3 separate regions of the Sus scrofa genome follow, and regions 2 and 3 are each linked to region 1. The links are chromatin contacts, called in public HiChIP or PLAC-seq maps. All regions are on one chromosome and are shown on one strand. Each heading gives the region's core, a stretch centred on a gene start, on an enhancer-like site or on the middle of the called end of the contact. The rest is flanking DNA. Distances are from core to core; before and after follow the strand shown.

The links. HiChIP or PLAC-seq counts read pairs in DNA pulled down with a chosen protein or histone mark.
Region 2: an H3K27ac HiChIP or PLAC-seq map of alveolar macrophages shows a contact between it and region 1. The contact joins two enhancer-like sites. A contact is called at or near these places in 1 of 5 promoter capture datasets (fetal skeletal muscle) and 1 of 2 datasets of contacts at active chromatin or transcription factors (alveolar macrophages).
Region 3: a contact with region 1 is called in an H3K27ac HiChIP or PLAC-seq map of alveolar macrophages. The contact joins two enhancer-like sites. A contact is called at or near these places in 1 of 47 Hi-C or Micro-C datasets (embryonic fibroblasts) and 1 of 2 datasets of contacts at active chromatin or transcription factors (alveolar macrophages).

What each region holds. Positions count from the first base shown.
Region 1 is chr13:91,618,928-91,623,463 of Sscrofa11.1, forward strand. It overlaps MED12L (mediator of RNA polymerase II transcription subunit 12-like protein), which reads left to right. Exons shown (of 46, transcript XM_021069608.1): 45 at 671-752; 46 at 2,988-4,536. The coding sequence ends at 3,040. Among named protein-coding and RNA genes, the nearest start is that of IGSF10, 58 kb to the right of the region's middle. Within about 2 kb of position 2,209, at least 6 of the 83 cell types and tissues checked have an H3K27ac peak or open chromatin away from gene starts, as enhancers often do. A contact at or near this core is called in alveolar macrophages, where this site is marked.
Region 2 is chr13:92,121,998-92,126,533 of Sscrofa11.1, forward strand. SUCNR1 (succinate receptor 1) reads left to right here. Exons shown (of 2, transcript XM_013982123.2): 1 at 1-562. The coding sequence starts at 560. Among named protein-coding and RNA genes, the nearest start is that of SUCNR1, 7.5 kb to the left of the region's middle. Within about 2 kb of position 2,229, at least 6 of the 83 cell types and tissues checked have an H3K27ac peak or open chromatin away from gene starts, as enhancers often do. A contact at or near this core is called in alveolar macrophages, where this site is marked.
Region 3 is chr13:91,352,577-91,357,112 of Sscrofa11.1, forward strand. All of the region lies in intron 11 of MED12L (mediator of RNA polymerase II transcription subunit 12-like protein), which reads left to right. Among named protein-coding and RNA genes, the nearest start is that of GPR171, 35 kb to the right of the region's middle. Within about 2 kb of position 1,770, at least 17 of the 83 cell types and tissues checked have an H3K27ac peak or open chromatin away from gene starts, as enhancers often do. A contact at or near this core is called in alveolar macrophages, where this site is marked.

The DNA of each region.
Region 1 (4,536 bases), core at 959-3,458:
TTAAAGAAAAAAGTAGAGCAGCACTATTGATGATTTTAATCAAAGGTAATTTTGCTTCTGCCAGATAGGTTTTTGTCCCTCCTCTTGGAAATAACCACCACAATTTCTTGTATTAACTTACTGGCTAGAACCAGGGCACAGGCCCTTATATCATGCCTGCACTTGCACCACCCTGGAAGCCAGGGCCTCTTAAAGTGTGGTCCTTTGTGCCTCACTGGGCTCCCCCTGCCCAACCTTTATCCTGCTTTGGATGACTCATCCCCTGATGAATCCTAGACCCAGGCCCCTTCTCTCCTCACTATGCTCTTGTCTTCATTCACCCTTAACCCAAGGCCAGGCCTGAGGTGCTTGCCCAAATCCTCCCACCAGACAGCTTTCAATTTGTAGATGTAAATGGCTTATAACATGGTGTGACTAACCAGTCAGTGGGTGAAGGATGAGGTCACAAGGTTACTTGAGCCACTGGACACCACTAGGCTCCTTCTGCCATGGCTCTTCCAGTAAAGGCCACGTCACCAGCCAGAGATGGGTTTTGGAAGGGATTGGGCACTTCAGATGATGACCGGGTGTTGACCTGGGTGTGGCCCTGGGCACTGTTTAAAAGCACACTGCAGACTTTCTGCTCTTGTCCGTGATGGGAACTGATTTCCCTCCTTTCTCCTGATTCCAGTTTCCCAGGCAAGGCTTGCAGCAGACCCAGCAGCAGCAGCAGACGGCCGCCCTGGTGCGGCAGCTCCAGAAGCAGCTTTCTAGTAAGTACGCTCTGCTGGGAACAGACGGCTCCCAGGACATGAAAAATGAGCCATCTGGCAAAACGCAAGTGGCAGATCCTCGAAAACTACTGGCTTCCTCCATGCCATTTGCATGTTTGGTTAAGTCCAGGCTATTCTCATTTTGTCCTGTTTTGGTTTGTATGCTTCTTTTCCTGAAAGGCCCAGTCTTATGTCTTTGAGTTCAGTGACGATGTTTTCCTGTTGCTTCCATCTGAATTGAGAATGTTCCTTTCCATCTGGGGGACCCTGGTGGAATGGCAGGTGCTTTGCTCATCAAGCTGGACACCCTGGCACAACTCTGCCAACACCCTCAAGAGATATGGAGAGGCTAGTGCTAGAAAGACCCATGCCCTGGTCACTAGGGCCGAGACACTCTTACCAGGGCAACTCCTTGCCGATAGTGACTGGGAGAAACCAAAGCCTGTAACACGCTGGCAGATGGCATTGCAGGGTAGCGTTTTTCCCCAGTACTCTTGCTGCCGTGCCAGCTGCTGCCTCTCTAGGTGCATGCCCACCACCTATTTTCTTAGACCTAATCTCAGTGCCAGCTCAGCTCCCGTGAGTCCCCTCACCCTGTGCTGGAGTCCCAGGGTAGGGTTCTTTTAGAAATGGGAGCAAGTCCCCAGTGATACAAAGAGTATTGGCCCAGAAATCAGAAGACCTAAATTCTAGTGCCAACTCCACTGCCATTACCTGTCATTCGTGTGGTGAGGAGCGAGACCAGAGATTCCTCTGGGGTCTTGATTCTGTGCTTCTGAAGTAGAGAGCAAAGAGCAACAAGCTCTGAGGGTGGTGGTGCAGCTCTGGTGGGAACTGTGAGGGAAGGGTGTGGTGTATGACTGAGTGGCAGCTTGGTTCTGGTCTTAGTGTCCCGCCCGGCTGCTGCCTGTGTTTTTTCCTGGGCCGAGGGAACATCTCTCATATCTTCTATCTCTCTGAGGGCATAACCAAGGTCTTTTTTTTTGTTTCCCCTGTAGAGTATTTCCCTCATTTAATTTCAGTTAATTGTGTAAAGCAATCTTTTTCCAATGACTGTTCAATCAGTATGATCTATTAAACACATGCAGTTAAAATTTCACTGTATTTCACCAATTCCAAAGTTCATATTTTTGCATGGCAATAGAATATAATTTTAAGGTAGAGACAACATGTTCTATTTTTAATTTTCTTCTAGTGATTTCAGATATGTACTTCGGATTTTAAAGGAGTTGCAGATTCCCCAAACTCACAAAATGTTTTTTTTTTTTTTTTTTTTTTTTAAACCATTATTTCTGGAGTACTTTCTTAGACCCAGGAACTATGACTTTATATGTGTTCATTCACTTCATTCCTAAACCACCCCTTGAGATGAAGAATTGTGGCTTTTCCCATACTGTAGATGAGGAAACAACTGAACAATGGGGGTGTTGACCTGTTTGCCCAGAGTGACTCAGCCAAGAGCTGGGACTTAGACCATCTCCTTCTAGACCCCATGTCTTAACCACAAGATGCTGCTGCCTGATATCAGCAGTTATGTCCGGTTTCTTTTGTTGAATAAAGGCAACCAAGCTGAGCTGCCCATTGCACAACTCTAGGGGCTCCTTTTATGCCACAGTCCATGTGCACGGGGCCTCTGGATTTGAATAGTCCCACTGGAGTTGTGCAATCAGCAGTTATTTTTAAGCCCATGTCATTTTTCTCTTTGTGTGTGCCTACACACATACATGCACACACCCACACCACACACACAGCCACTCTTTCACAAGCATATACTCTTGCACGGTTCTCTCTGATGCACATACAGCCATTTGCAGACAACTGTCCAATTTCAAGCTACCGCTCTCTTACCTAGTATGATGTTCATGGTAAAGCAGACTCTCTGATGTGCTTTCCTAAAGTTTTGAAAACGTTCAGTGTTTTATGATACTCATAGTTCTTCTGTATATTAGTAGAGATATTTGTTAGTTCAGAGATAGAGACTTTTGATGGGCCAATTCCCTGCATCCCAAAGCTTTATGCTGCCTTGGCAGGTATGCAACTCCAATGCAGAGCCCCCCACCGCAGAATGAATTCAATAGCAGTAATAAAACTCTGGGCTAGTGTTGTACCCCCTGACCAGTCCACCTGCTCCCCTCTTCCTGAGCTTGGTACTTGAAGGCAGTGACAAGAGCATACTGTCTACCTGTGGCATAATTTTGCATCTGCAATCTTATCTGAATTTATTTTTCTCCTTAGGTAACCAGCCACAGCAAGGAGTGACTCCCTATGGGCATCCTTCACACTTCTGAATCTGGAAGAGGACAAGACTTGTTCTTATGAAGCTTTTTGTTTGCACTGGAAAATAGAAAATCAAATTGAATGCAGTAGTCATCTTTAGACATGTCCCTTTATTCTTTCATTTATTTGAAGTTTTCCCATATTTTACGCTACGTTGCATACAAAGGTGTTTAAACAAAAAGTAAAGGAAAAGGTGCAGTTTGGTTTGGTTTCATTCAGCTTTAACATAGGTTTAAAAATGTGGATCATGTGGGCCTACTCCAGGAAGAGTTTGGTAGCAGATCTTTTGAAATTGGTGCTTTTTTTTGAATCTCATAGAAAGAATGAATTGTGGTGGATTTAAAATATTTATGTATTCATTCATGATGAAGATTTTTGTTTGTTTGTTTTTTGCAAACTGTGCCGGACCAAAACTACTGATTTGAGAGGCACGTCAGATCGTGACAGGACAGTGACCCATTCATTCTGCATTTACCTTTGGTGATGAAATGGACATTTATTTGCATTGCTCTAATTTGACATGTTTGTAATTTCATAAGCACTTTATAAACTTTGTTCTTATTTATGTAGGATTTTTCTTTGCTTCTGTTGTGGTCAAAAGGTGCTGAAACAGATTGTTGCTTAGTACTTAAACTTCCTAGACCAAGAACTTCAACTAAGGCTTCGGTGAGAGCCACCCTAAGGTATGTGGAAGCCTGTTAGAAGTAGCTGTACTGAATTTGTTTTCAGTGGAGAGCTCATTGACCAGAGTCTCTGTGAAGGTACAACATGTAAATTCTAAAGGCCTGAACGACCCACAGTGGAATTGTTCCAATTATTTATTGTCAGTTTTGGTAAAATGACCTTGTCCAGTTCTGGTTCTCCTGAACCTTATGCCAACTTGAGAAAAAAATCTTGCAGCTGGCCTGAGATTCCACAGTGCTCAAACTTGACATGGTTTCCAGAGAATCTGGCCCCCATGTCCAGATGGCTCTGGTTTTCATAAGAGATGTATTTGCTGTTTATTTTGTATGGTAAGTATTTGCTATTTTGAATTTAATTATTAATGTTGGTGTCTGTCTTGGTTGTGTATTGCATATACTGTATTTATAAATTGGTGCAAAAAGCACAAGTAAAGTAAATTATACATCAAATTTATTATAAAGAAATAGTAACTATTTTAACTTTGTTCAAGTATGTGGTAATTTGCTCCTATTAGAGTAAAAAATACAGTAAATTATTATCAGTTTGTGTAACTTAAGAGTATTCCATATAATATTTTTTTAGATTTAGAGGCATACAATTTTGAATGTGAAAATTGCAGGGCATTTTAAAACATGTGGGGGATATTTTCCCATGTTCTGTGTTAATACCTTTTCTTTTGCCACATGAATTTACACGTAATGTAGTCGAGCATACTGTGAATAGACCTGTCTATAATTAGCAAACCATGTAGAACTACTTTTTTTAAATGTAGCTGGTACAACTTTAGTAGATCATTTCCTTTGCAAATCATTATATAAATAAT
Region 2 (4,536 bases), core at 979-3,478, 500 kb after region 1:
AAAATACCCGATTTCTAATATCTCTTTTGATAGCATAGTGACGGAGTATGTGTCCAAATTTGTCTCCAAAATTTCAGTTTTATTCCCTCAAATTTCTTGATAACAGTTGTTTAGTTATTATAGGCTCAATATATAATGCACCAAACTTTGTGAATCTGAAAAATGAAGAAAAGGCAGAAGCAATTGTGTACCAAACATAAACAGCGCTTACCTTGTCTTACGATTTAAATATGCAAATAAGCATGAAAATAATGAGTGCTTCTCTGTTGTTTTGCTAGTGATTGGAATAATTTCAACAGTAGTCTTTAAAAAATCTATTCATTGAATGTATTTTCCATAATGAGTAATTTGTTCTATGTCTCATTTTCTCTGAAAGTTCCCCTACTTGAACCTCTGACTTGGCAGTTTAAACTTCTCCAGAACTTTTGAATTATTAATCTTGGCTGCATGATATGCAAATCAGACTGTACTAACTGGCCAGCAGCACAGCACTGGGTCAGAAGCTGTATCAAGTTGCTGGCAAAGAATATCTGTCAAGGGATCAGGGCTTTCCAACATAATGGTAAGCTATAATGCAACTCGTGTTGCCTAGGTATATATATTAATGCCAGATATCCTGTTAGGGATTTATTTTTAAAGTCACCTGTGAGCAACTAAGGTTTTAAGTAATGTTTAAATGAACTGTCTGATCTGTCATTTATAAGTATGTGTAGAACAGCAAAAGAAACTAAAAAGAAGGCATAATCATTTCCTCTACATTTATTTTTTACTAAATTATACTTTTTGTTTTAATTGCCAAATACTAAGTTTATTTTATTAAAAGAGGTTTATTATATTTTTTAATGTCTTGGTAAGTTATATTTCAACAAAAAAGAGTAACTGGATTTACTGAATTAAATATAACTACTTATAGAATGTAATTTTAAAGTTTTTAAGTCATATGAAACAATCTACCATCTACAATATATTCTCAGAAAACAATGTGTTAGAGAAAATTTTAAGGCATTCTGAAAGAAAAAAAGATTATAAATTGTCATAAATAGCACAATTTCATTTTTGTAAAGATAAATTCAAATAAATATTAAAGTGTAGGAAGTTATCCCAATATCAGGTATGGCTGGCTTATAGATAATTTTGAATTTTTTTCTTTATTTCCCTCGCTCTTTTTTTTTTTGCCTATTTGCCTTTTCTGAGTCAGTGTTACATAATAATGTGTTTTTTAAAGTTATTCTTTAAAAAAACAATGAACCAACCACTCTGAAAAGTCATTCACTTTCCTTATTCCAGTCCTGGTATTCTTTATCCCTACTACCTATCTTAATCTCCATCCCAGTGGATGACTCAAACTAGAATTCTCTATGGCCCCTAACTTGCCTGAGTGGTAGCTATTGGCAATCTGGCTTCTAGTTATACAAGCCTTCATGAATGTATTTTCCTTCCATGGCAGTCAAACCTTTCTGCCATGTATAAGCTACTGTCATAATTCAGTACTTTTGAGAACTAACTGGACAGAAAGATAATGATCATGATTAGGAAAAGAGGAAATTCAAAAATGAAACAAAGTTCTTGTCAGAGAGAGAAAGTTCCTCTTGTCTTAATATTCATTTTAGTGCATGCAGGTGCATGCACCAAATAACAAAGTTGCCTAGAACTGAGCCCTGAGGAACTCCAATATTTGACCAAAAAGGGATTAGACCATAAAAGAGTTTATAAAGAGAGGAAGGAGGATAATGAGAAGACATTGCCATGTCAAGCCAGGGAAGGGAGAACTTCCAGAAGCTGTAGAATGGTAAGTAGCCGGGAATAGAGTAAAAAATGATATTAAAAAATATTGAAAAATTACTGTGTTTCTAAAAAATAAAGCTTATTATTTTTAAAAACATCTTTGACCTTTTGCTGTATTCCTGGAAATTTTTAATTTTTAATATTATACATGCTGATTTGGAGGAAAAAAAATGAAAGTCTAGGTAAACCAAAAAGAGAAAGGGCATGATAAAAATTATCTGGAATTCATCACTAGGGGTAAAACTATTAATACTTTCATACATGTCCTAGATGTTCTGAAGTTTATTAATTTCAGATGTAAATTTCTAATTTTTTAGTTAATTTAAAAAATTGAGCCTAGAAGATGCATATTAAATTTTACCATCTACAAATGTATGTCTGAATCACTACTACAATTGCAAAATTTGAGTATTAATCATACTATATTTAGCATCAGCTATTATAGGGAAATAGAACAAGGAACTTAGTTTGATGGACTTCCTACTTATCTGACCTTGGAGAAATATATATATATAAAGATGTTTTGTAAAGAATCAAGTATGTATATTCTTCTCTCCCCTGAGCAATCATTTACAGACCATCTACTTAACTGGTAGTTACTGAACCAGGTGTATAAGATAAACTATGAGTAAGATAAAGTTGTGTGAAATGCTAAGAAGAAGCTAAGTATATAATGGGGGTGGTGCTAATTAGATTGGGGAGTCAGAGGTCCTATCTGAAAAACCACACTTAAACTGAGGTCTGAAAGAAGTGCAGATCTGAAAGAGTATGTGAGGGGCTAGGCTCATAGTAGGGGAAGGTCAGTGAAAAAATTCAATGAGCTGAACATTAGGAAAATTCTCTGTGCAATCAAAGAAGAGGGAAAAAATGAGAAGGAGGAGAATAATACTAGGTGAAGCTGATGTCAAGTACAGGAGCCAGACCATGCAGGCCTTGAAGTCTCAGAAAAAAACTTTGGGCTTTATTCCTTAGACAGTGTAAAATCATTTAAGCATTTTGTTTGAGGAGAGCACTATGATCAGAATTTTGATTGCAGCCTTTTAGGATTGTTTAGCTATTGTGTCACATATAGATTGAAAGGGGACCAGAGAAGATGTAAAGAGACCATAGGAGGATATAGTATAGTCTGAGATAAAGATGATGGTGGCCTGGATTAGAATGGTGATAAAGGAGATGGAGCCATAGTAATGGATCTGAGAAATATCCAGCCATTATAGTAAATAATACATGGTTAGTCATCGTTACTATAGATGACTTCAAGGATGTTGCTCAGATGCTGAGGTGAACACCTGGGTACATGTGTTAGGTGGAGATACAGCAGGATTGAGAATGAGGTTGAAGAGCTTATATAGAATTCTGCAGGCAGAGGTGCCTCTGAGAGATCAATCAGTGGCAAGAGGTATAAAAAACTCAAGTTTATAAGACAAGTCTGGGCTGGGATGTAAATCTGAGAGGTTGATATGTGGATGGTCATTAAAGATAGAAAGTGTATGAAGTCAGCCAGGCAGAACATAGATAAAGGAATTCAGTACCAATCCTTGAGGAACTCCATATTTAACACCTAAGCCAAGAAAGTTTACCCCATAAGAGAGCCTGCAAAGAAAAACCAGGGAGAAAGAAGGAAAACCAGGAGATTATCATGTCACAGAAGGCAAAAGAGAGAGTGCTTCCAGAAGATATAGTATGAACAATAGCTGAGAAGTCAAGTGAGAAAATGACTGAAAAATATGCATTGGTTCAAACAACATGGAACTATTTTGGTGAAGTGGTGGGTCGGAAGACACACTGGAGAAGGATGAAGAGAGAACAGGGTGTCAAGATGTCAAAACAATTAGCGAAGATAGCTTTTTTTTATAGATCAAGGTATCACAAGGAGAAAAACATGTGAAACCAGGGAAAGTGGTTTGTGGCTTAAGTATGCCTTATTTTTAAGACTGACAAGATGAGAATGTCTAAATACTGATGGAAAGGACACAGTTGAAATGGAGAAGCTGAGCAAACGGGAAAGAGACCAGATGGATGACTCATAAAAATCTTGAGAATTTGGGCTTGAGCTGAATTCAGAGTAACCCCGGAGGAATAGATATTCTCTGTTGTCACTGGAAGTAAGGAGAGGACAGAAACAGAGGCAAGAAGCAGAGAGTGGACACCAGTGAACAGGCTCTGTCTCAGGGATTTGCAGGCAAAACCATCTGCTAATGATAAACAGAATAGAGTAGATGGAAGAGATTTGAAAAAATTGGAAAGTTAGGAAACATTGAGAAAGAATAAATTGCCAGCCATGTGAAAGAACAGTAGAATCACATAACCTCAAGGACAGAGTGAAACCGGTCTGCTTCGCTCTTTGGCAGCATTCAGAGTGTCTGTTGCCTGATAAAATTCCAATCCAACTTCTAGACTTGGACTTAATGTCAGGTTGCCACAGAAAAGACTTGAGGAGAGGCTCAGAGGAATTTTGGATGTTTTAAAGTAAGCAATCAAAAGTAACTTACTGGGAGTTCCCGTCGTGGTGCAGTGGTTAACAAATCCAACTAGGAACCATGAGGTTGCAGGTCCGATTCCTGGCCTTGCTCAGTGGGTTAATGATCTGGCATTGCCGTGAGCTGTGGTGTAGGTCGTAGACGCGGCTCGGATCCCACGTTGCTGTGGCTCTGGCATAGGCTGGTGGCTACAGCTCCGATTTGACCCCTAGCCTGGGAACCTCCATATGCCATGGGAGCGGCCCAAGAAATGGCAAAAAGACAAAAAAAA
Region 3 (4,536 bases), core at 520-3,019, 270 kb before region 1:
GAATGTTGACTCAACTCTGGAAAGATTTGATGTAAGTGAGTGGTTGCTTTGTGGTTACTATGCCTTTTTATGAGTAAGACAAAAACCACATTTTTAAACCTGTAATTCAGACTGGTCACCTTTTCTTAATCTGTCAGGAAGAGTAACTGGACATATCTTTCTGAAATATTTAACATAAGTAATTTTTACAATATTTCTGGAATTCGCTTATGAGCTGCAGAGCTGTTTTGATTCCTAATCAGTCATTCGATTTTGAGCAGGTTACAGACAAGTTACTCGTGCCTAAGTGTCCTTTCTTGTCACATTGGCATAGAACACATACTTGCCCTCTCTATCTCTAAGGAGACATGAGCACTTTGAGAATTCTAAAGCCCTATATACGTAAGTCTTAAAGAATTGTTACTGTTAATGATAATAACGTGGCAAGCATTATTAGTATTATTGTGGAAGAACCAGTCTGAGGGCATAATTCTCTGATAAGGAGTTCTATAAAGTGGTGTGGTTAGGATTCAGAAACAGCTCACTTCTTTTTAATGCACTTCCCCTTTTTTGGTTTCATAATTTGTGTTAGGACTTAGACAACACAGTAGGTAGTAGAAAAACTGACCAACCCCTGCAGTTGCAATAAGGTTGAGGTTTGTGCTTGCTGAAGACATGTTTAGGTATGCTTGGGCCCCAGACTGCAGAGTGCTTCCCACGTCTGTTTGGGAAATTTGACCTTTACCCCTGGGTTCCCTTTTCTCTGGATAGGGAGTGGGGAAAGCAGCTGTCTAGAGGACTCAGAAATCTAAGGTTCAGGCTGGTGTGTGTGATCATTCTCGGTATTTGGTGAAAGCCTGCTAAAACCATTATGCATGGGCATGAAGGCATTTGAGGGCTTGGTCCTGCCCTGTGGTTGGACTGTGGCCAGCGTGAGAATAGGAGCTGGCAGTGTGCCCCCTGTGGGGTGTGCCAGGCATGCGTTCACAGCTAGCCATGGAGAATGTTATTCCATTACCTGCCCCCCCCCCCCCGAGCCAGCTACTGCTTCCAAGTGATGGGTAAGGTAGAAAGTATACATCTCAACATCCTCGATGTTTACTTATTCTAGATTTATGCTACTTGGGTTTCCATTCAGTATATGTGAGATATCAAAGTCTATAACACTTAGAATGGGGCTCAGAGACTCCTGTCACCAGTGGCCAGGCAGGCGATATAAACTAGAGGTGGGCTGCTGTATACAGTTCCCCCAGAGGGTGAGGCCAAGGTCACTGGGAAAGGGGGCTGCCCTTTCTGCACCGGGTAGCCTTTCTTGGCTTCTGCTTGGTTTGCAGACCCACTGTTGCCTGACCTTCCAGAATTTCAGGAGAACTTGAATGTCAGCTTTCCCAGTCTTAAACCACTCTGCCAGCCAAGCAGTGTGTCTGTGGGCCATGTCCACTCAGATGCCTGTCACTCTCCAGCTCCTGGGAGTGTCTTATGCAGCACTCACTCACGATTGGCCCGTTCAGTGTTTCAGAACCATGTCTACTCTGCGTACTAGAGGCAGAGAAGCCCAGAATCCTCATGGGGGCCTTACAGTGGGGGCCGTGGGGACCTCCGGATTCCAATCCCTGCCTGAGTCTGTTGCCTGGGACCCACAGGCAGGGGTCACCTTGCTGACCTCCTCTCTGAGCAGCAAGCCAGGGAGGTGCCCCCTCCACCTTCCAGAGCCCCAGACCACTTCCTTCTGCTTGGCTTCTCTCCTGGTTTGTGCTGTGCTGGGCAGGAGGGAGGAAGCAGCTGTGGCTTTGGGTGCTCCCCAGGGGCATGGATAGAAGGGAAAGTTGAAAGGAAGCAGGAAGAGCTGCCTTTTCACTTCTCCCTCTGGTGCTGGAGGAGGCAGACTTTCTCCTGAGTAACAAAGGGAAAGGCCAGCCCAACTGTGCTGGTAACAGTGTGTGCCCAAACAGTGGCAGGTGTGCATTTCCTCTTTCCCTGACGGCAGATCCCAGCCACCACACACCAGACACCAGAATACCGACTGTTTATTGTTTGCATTTATTTTCTGCATAGACCATTCACAGAGTACTCCCTGGACAGGTGCAATGAGTTCATGTGAGATTTTTGACTGGAAAGTCCGGAGCAGGCCTTTCTTCCACTCTGGCCCAGGCCTCCAAGGCCAGACTAGCTCTACACCATTGTGGCCGGGGAACTCTGACCACATGATCCGCCAGGCCAAACCTCAGTTTCTTCACTGCCTCCAGCATTGAGCTGGGCCTAATGTGTCTTCCAGAGATGTTCACTGAATTGGTTTTTGGAGGCTCTTAAAAAAGCATCTGGGGAGTTCCTGTTGTCGCTCAGAGCAATGAACCGACTAGTATTGATGAAGATGAGGATTCGATCCCTGGCTTCACTCAGTGGGTTAAGCATCCGGGATTACTGTGAGCTGTGGTGTAGGTCGAAGGTGTGGCTCGGATCCCACAGCGTTGCTGTAGCTGTGGTGTAGGCCAGCAGCTCTAGCTCTGATTGGATCCCTAGCCTGAGAACTTCCACATGCTGCAGGTGCAACCGTAAAAAGGAAGAAAAAAAAAAAAATGACTGGGTCCTTGAACTGGAAGGGGCAACCCTTCTGAAAGATTTGCCTCGGAAGGGTTGGGGTGAAGGCAGGGATGAGCTCTGTGTAATATGTCAGTTTTACCAGTGGATCAGGTCCAGATGTATAAGAGGATCTGTGCAGGTGGAAGTGGGAGGGCAGCTGACAGGAGAGGTCTTGGCAGGCAAGTCAGCAGGTTAGTGCATTTCTTGGTGGTGTTACAGACGATTCAGTCACCTGGATGAGTCTCAGTTTCTTCCTTTGTGCATGGGGCATCCTATCTCCTGATGTGGAAATGGCAGGAAACTATATGGATAAAGCATTTCAAAATTAATAGTGCCTGGCTTTAAATGGTTCTCAGTAAACACTAACTGCTACCCTTCCTGACTGATGGGTTTAGGAAGGCAGTGAGACCCTGGAGAGATGGCAGGAATGTGATCCTTTGGTTCCCTTCGGACTACTGTGGGGACACACATACATATCACACAGTCTGGTAATCCATAAAGCACAGCCTGGACCTATCAGACGTTTTACTTTCTCAGATTTTCACAGAGGCTTTACCCCCAGTAGGGGGCGGTTGGATGGGACTGGCCCACCCCAGGCCCGCTGGCTGCTACCATGTTGTAAGAGCGATCACCCTCATTTCAGTGCTTAGGTCTTTTCTGTTCTTTTTAAACATGTTTAAGAAAAAAAGAAGTCATTTTATTTTTATTGCTTTTTTTTTTTTTTTAAGGGCTATACCCCAGGCATATGAAGATTCCCAGGCAAGGGTTCGAATCAGAACTGTAGCTGCTGGCCTACACCATAGCCACAGCAATAATACAGATCTTTAACCCACTGAGCGAAGTCTGGGATAGAACCTGCATCTTCATGGATGCTAGTCAGATTCGTTTCCACTGCACCACAATGGGAACTCCAAAAAAGTCACTCTTTAAAATGGGACTCAAGATAAGAGGGTCAAATGAGGCAGAAGTCAAGGAAACTAGGAAAGCACCCATAAGTGTCTTCCCATTGTGGTGCCTGTGGAGTTATTAATGCCGATCACGGCCCCGCCTGAGCTTCTTAGGCCTCGTGTTACTCATTTCCCCGCTGGACACCAGAGGAAGCCTTGCTAACCTTTTACAACTGTTTTCTTCTTTCTTAAAATAACTCTATTAGTAAAAGGGCAGTTATATTAACATGGTTGAGGGAGAAAGTGGTATGTCCAGACATTTAGACTTTGCTGTGATTGAGAAGGGCCAGTAATGAGTCCATTTCTATCATGGGTGGGCCTTTGAGTTTGTTTTTTCCTTCTTCAGCCTTTCCTTGAGTACTTCCTAGCACTAGGCCTTGTTTCAAGAAATTTTCCCTGGCTGATGAGACACACGTTTAAAAAGAGATTTTTTTGGGAGTTCATGTTATGGCTCAGCGTGTTGTGAACCAACTAGTATCTTTGAGGATGCAGGTTTGATCCCTGGCCTTGCTCAGTGGGTATGAGGATCTGGTGTTGCTGTGAACTGTGGTGTAGGTTGCAGATGTGGCTTGGATCCTGAGTTGCTGTAGCTGTGGTGTAGGCTGGCAGCTGCAGCACAGATTCAACCCCAGCTTGGGACCGTCCATATGCTATAGGTGTGGCCCTAAAAAAAAGAAGATAGGAGAGTTTTTTAAAATATTCTACTTCACAGATGAGGAAACCAAGGTTTTGGTAGGATGAGAAAATTGTCTAAGCCTTACTAGTAGGATCTGCTTCATATGGTGGCATATGGTAAACACCAAGTAAATGCCAATTAAGTTCTTGGCTGGGCAGCTTTGGTTATCAAGTGAGAGGAACCTAGCTCCATGTTTTAGAAATTTATATTTTTCTTCTTTTCCTCTGTCTGTTTCCTTCATTCACCCTAAAGAGGCAAGCAGTCAAATTTATTGTATTATACAGCGATGACTCTTGGAAATTAAGGCTGGTGTTTTAGTTACTTTCCATATGAAAGACATGGCACTTTTCAAGG